2 separate regions of the Sus scrofa genome follow, and region 2 is linked to region 1. Evidence: chromatin contacts called from public Hi-C data. All regions are on one chromosome and are shown on one strand. The core of a region is the stretch at or near the end of the contact, and the rest is flanking DNA. Distances in the headings are between cores, read along the strand shown.

Evidence for each region. A called contact is a pair of places that touch in the nucleus more often than the background predicts.
Region 2: a contact with region 1 is called in a Hi-C map of embryonic fibroblasts, with 4 times the contacts expected there. The contact joins the promoter of TNPO1 here to the promoter of MRPS27 in region 1. A contact is called at or near these places in 1 of 5 promoter capture datasets (liver) and 2 of 47 Hi-C or Micro-C datasets (both in embryonic fibroblasts).

What each region holds. Positions count from the first base shown.
Region 1 is chr16:48,641,279-48,643,983 of Sscrofa11.1, reverse strand. MRPS27 (28S ribosomal protein S27, mitochondrial) reads left to right here and starts at 1,413. Exons shown (of 15, transcript XM_021076728.1): 1 at 1,413-1,628.
Region 2 is chr16:49,047,401-49,050,100 of Sscrofa11.1, reverse strand. TNPO1 (transportin-1) reads right to left here and starts at 1,415. Exons shown (of 25, transcript XM_021076714.1): 1 at 1,002-1,415. The coding sequence starts at 1,016. It overlaps ZNF366 (zinc finger protein 366), which reads left to right and starts at 1,334. Exons shown (of 11, transcript XM_021076720.1): 1 at 1,334-1,413.

The DNA of each region.
Region 1 (2,705 bases), core at 164-2,663:
CAACTCTGTGGGCCCCGTTTAGAGTAATGAACAGCTGGTTTCTTTCACCCCCATCAGTTGTCAGCTATACAGTCACACAGAATCTCCAGGTCCTTTTGGTGGTTCCCAAGAGGTTACCTATTCAACACTTCTGAGCAAGGGTTCTGCTCTTCCTCTGCTCCTGGGCCCTGGTCTCTGGCAGGGATGTCTTTCACCACAATCCCAAGCCCAATCCCATTATAATAATTAGTACCTGTGAAGTCTCAGTTTACATTAAAGGGTTGTGATAATGTAAACTTGACCTTTGACCTATTCCTAGAAATGGGCAATGACAAATACCAAATACCAGAATCCCCCTCACTTAAATGGAGAAAGTTCCAAAACTTAGGACCTTCCTGATGGTGGCAGGAAGAGGTAGTCAGGTTGCTGTCATTTGATTGATTTGACTAGGGTAGAAAGACAATGGAAATAATTGTGCCTAATTCCTTTTCACTTCTCTCACACACCCATGTGATTTCAGTAAAAAAGACAAATAGTTCCTTGTTTTTCTTCTTAATTTAGGAGACTCTTTTCCAAGTGAGACAAGGACCAGCTGTTTACCTTTCAGGAAAAGCCGGATGATAGCTTTCTCATCAATCATCTAGTTGATGCAACGCACACACTTGCACTGGTGTATTATCTGCAGAAGCTCATCCTCACGGTTTTCTCTCTTCTAAAAACATCCTTTCAACAGTGGATAATTTTTTAAAGGTTTTTGTGTTTTTGTTTTTTCCCTTTTTGGCTGCCCCAGAGCACATGGAGTTCCCAGCCAGGGATCAGATCTGAGCTTCAGCTGAGGGGCGACTCCAGATCCTTGACCCACTGTGCAGAGCAGGGGATGGAACCTGTGTCCCAGCTGCTCCAGAGACCCCACCAACCCCATTGTGCCATACTGGAAACTCCAATACTGGGTAGTTCTTAATCTGAGTGAAGGCAATATTCTGTATCTTCTCTAAAGTCTGCTGATAGCTACCTTGGCTGTCTAGCCTGCAATGTGGGCTTCGGTTCTCTCTGCATTCCAGAAACGGAAGATGCATCCGAACACTTGCACCTTTTAAAAATGGTGGCTCTTGGCGCCCTCTGCTGGCAACTCTTAAGTTCTTCAGCAGAGAGCAAAGCTTGAAGCTGGCCAGAGAGCCCTGAAAAAAATACCTATAAATTTGTGGTTGTGGGTGTGTGTGTGTGTGTGTGTGTGTGTGTGTGTGTGTGTAGAAATACTCATATATAAGTATGTATATGTATGTAAGCATGTACATTTTAACCTTTTTTGCTCAGAAACCCCTTTGAGGTTTGGCCGAATTAACAGCATAAAACCACGTCTCCTGAAAAGGATACGCATGCGCACGTGCGAACCCACGCACCCAGGTGCCCCGAGCACACGCGCACCACACACACAGCCGCTGTTAACTCCAGAGAGAGTTACAAACATGAGCTCTGGCGTCAGACTGCTGTTCTCACGCACTCCCCAGCATTATATCCATGGGCAGGTAATAACTTCTCTGAGCTGCAGTTTCGTCATCTGCCGAACTGGGGAACAGTCGCACATGGAGTTTTCCTGAGGATTAAATGAGATACTCTATACAAGTGCTTTGCATACGATCTGACCAGCGGTAAGTCTTATGTATTAGCTGTTTTTCCTTTATTTTATGAACTTTAGCTTATAAAGCCCTTTCATAGTTGTTGAATTCCCTGTCCCTGGAGCAGCGATGTGTCACAGAAACGATTCCGCTAATCTAAATTGGGAGTGACATTTCCCCCACCTTCTATGGTGTTATATGGGGGACAAACCCCCTGGTCCAGAAGCCTCGTGTTGAGTTGGTTGCCTAGTTTCTCGTGGCTTCTCAGTGAGCAGCATTCGTGCTGAATTATCTTTGGACGTGCCTGTGGCCATCCTGCCGCCGGCTATAACCAGAACATACTCCTTTGACTACCTGATGTTAATCCAGTAATTTCCAGCCGTGAACCTGAAGGTCACCCTTAATCCTCTTGAACCCTAGTGGCTACATGATGTGTCCCCCTAGGGTGCAGTAGGATACACCAGGAGGTTCTGCTGCCTGGTTGCCAGGCATGTGACTTGCATTCGTGAATTCAAAATCAAATCCAGCTGTGGATAGCAGCCCCTGATGGTGGGGAGGGGGGGTTGCTTCTTCCTTCTTGGTGATATCACTTGTAATTTGACACATGATCTTGCTGCCTGGGACTGAGGGAGGTTTGAGGGATTAGGTGATGCAGTGATGCTGGGCTCTTCTGGGTGAGCAGCTTGGCCTGACTTGGGGCGGGAGAGAGAGCGCTCAGGAAGGCGAGGGATGTAAGCATCATTAACCAGGCCATGCATGTCCCAGGCAGGCCTGCAGGTGAAACCCCAGGTTGCCCTGATGCCTTCTAGGCTGACTCTGGTTCCTTGCACATTTTCCTCTCTGAGCCTAATGAAATGAGGCCTTCTCCTATCCCAGCACACCAGCCTTGCAGGGTTTCAGCTGCAGGGCAGCGATAGCAGCCAAGCGTGGTGTTCTTTTTCCCTCTGAGTCTTCTTCCCTCAACCCTGCCTTTGATCATGGTGGCCGAGGTGCCTGGGAGGCCTTTGGAGGCCACAGGCCTCAGAAGGATCCCCTGCGCAAGGCAGGCAACTAGGGGTGGGGTGGGTTCGAGGTTCTGCAGGGGTTTGACCCTCTTTCGTTCGCACCTTG
Region 2 (2,700 bases), core at 166-2,665, 410 kb before region 1:
CCTTACATTCAAGTACCTACTACAAGATTCAACTTGTACTTTAAAAACATCTTTCAAGTTAAAAAAAAAAAAAGCACTCTTCATACATTCATTGTCAAAATCAATTTGCGGATAGTTTCCAACTTTAAATTTCTGTATTTTTAACTGCTGAAGGGCAGAATTGATTAGTAATTGTTAAGATAACGGACTTAAACTATAAGCAATCCTTGCAAACTCCAGCTGATTTTTAAAATCAGGAAAAATAACTGGCAATTGTTCTTAAAGGAAAAAGGCCACTCCCAAAACAGGTTGATTGGGGTAGCGGGTCCGCTTTTCAGTAGCAGTTCCCTGTTGCGTGTTCGCGTGGGTGAAGTACAAAAGGGTAGAGGCGCAAAAAACAAAAAACAAAAAAAAAAAACCCAAGAAACAAAAAATAGAAACCCACGCAAACCCCTCACAGTTACAAACATTAAAATTACGTAAACATGCTGTGAGGCCGTGAGGCCCCAAGGGAGAACAATCGTCTGGAGAAAGCGACCAGGCAGCTAAGTGTGGAGGCCATGGAGTGTGCTGACCCGGGACACCCGGGCAGAGGGGCCGACGGGGACAAAGACCAGGCATCCCGGGCGGCGCCCCACTGTGCCCAGAACCGGCGGGAAGCAGTTGTTGTGGGGCAGCGACTGCGGCACCCAGGGCCCTGAAACGCCGCGGTTTAATGGTCGGGAGCAAAAGCTCCCCGGGGAACCGACCCTCTTCCTGGCGCCCCTAACGGGTTTCAGGCTCCGACCTCAAACACCTGAGGAGCCGCCGCCCGCCCCTTATCCGTATCCCGAAGGACGTCCGGGCCGCAGCTGTTGGGCTCAGAACCGCGGCGCCGCCGCCGCCGGGCTCCAAACGGCCGGGTTGACACCGGGAAGGCAGCGGGTCCACTGTCTCTCCCCGTGGCGCGTCAAGGAGCTTCCCAACAGCTTGCCTCCTCTCCCGCCCTCTAGTCCGGGACCGCGAACCCTCACGCCACCTACCCGGTCCCACACCATCCCAGAGGCCTCCGGCGTTCAGACCCTCTGCCGAAGCGGCGCTGCCTCCTGTCCCGGGCCTGAAATGGCTGCGGAACAAAGAGAATCTGGGCTTCGGCGAGCGCCGGTCCGATTGGACAGGGGGCGGGGCTCGCCGCGGGAACGTTCGGCGGCGGTCGCCTTGGCAACGGCAGTCGGGCTGGGAAAACCGCGGTCTCGGCCTGCGGGGCCTACGGACCTACGCCCGGCGGCGCGTGGCAGCGGTTTCTAAGTCTGCGCTGCGGCCTCGGGCCTGGGCCTGATGCCGGGCTCCCGCTCGCGCCCCCTGCAGCCGGCGTGCCGGCCGCAGCCTCCGGCTCACGGGAGGAGCCGCCGCGGACGCTGCTCTGCGCTGTGAGGCCTCGACCAAAATGGCCCTGTAAGTGTGGCTCCCTAGGGCTGTCGAAGGCCCTCCTAGCACGACGACCCTCCTCTAGCCTAAATTCCATACCTCAGGACCACCTCCAAAGTGACAGCCTTGCTCTGGGAGCCTATTTCACACTGAACACGCCGCATGTCCCACAAAAATACAGTTCCATCGTCGCTGGTAAAAAGCAGAAATGGCTTCAATGGATAGAGAGTGGACGGCTGCCCGCTAATATTGCAGGATAGGCTTTTGAGGTATGCTGTGTCTAACATATCAACTGCTCTGTAGGGAAAATTAAATGACTTTGAAAATTAGGTTTTACGTCTCCGGGTGTGTATTCAAATTGGAGAAGTTTCTTGCTCTTGGAAATAACAAGTACTCCTCTCCGTAACCAGCCATCATGAGAAATTAAAATGGCTTATTTTCTGAACAGAAAATAATTCAAAATGGAGAGGTAGACGTTTTTTAGAGTAATTCATAATAATGGAAGTGAATAGATAAATATCAGTTCTCTTCCCCGACATTATTCTTATAAATACATTTACTATATGAAAATTTTAAATTCGCATAGCTACATCATTATTTCCTAAGGTGATGATGCCGCTGATAGTCTTCCTCCCATGGTCAGTGTGTGTAAAAATACCGGTAGTCTTGACTGACTTTCCAACTTGCAAGTGCTGTATCTATTATGTTTTGAAAATGTGTAGTGGTTGTTGCCTTCCAGGAGTATTCTAGATAAAATTATAGCACCAATACAAGAAAGTGTTTTTTATACTAAGACATCATGTTAATAACTGTTAATTATTTTCATTTACCACAATCATTTTACAAAAGAACTACTTAAATTTTGGGTCTAGAAGGACCATTTCTATCATTAGGGAATTGAACATAGCAAAAAAAAAAAAATTTTAAATAACTAAAATGTTCATAAATATGATTTCAACATTTTCTAATGTTAATTCGATAGCAATTGAATACAAAAATGTACAGCAAAAAGAGGCTTCCCAAATAGGAGTGGATTACCAAGAAAAAAAATTAATGTAAACCTTCCTAAATGGGAGTTTAGTATAACTGAAGGGATATTTATCTAGAATATGTGTATTTATCCAAATAACAAACAGGGTTTAAATTTAGCATTTGAAAAGTTCCATCATGGTATAGGGAGCCTTGTTTTGTACAAATTGGGGTGTGTGTGGTATCTTCAACTTTACTGAAGAAAAATGACAAGAAAACTTTGTAAATGTATAAGATTAGCAAATAATGACAGATGTAAAGAACTACTGATTAAGCCATTAGTAA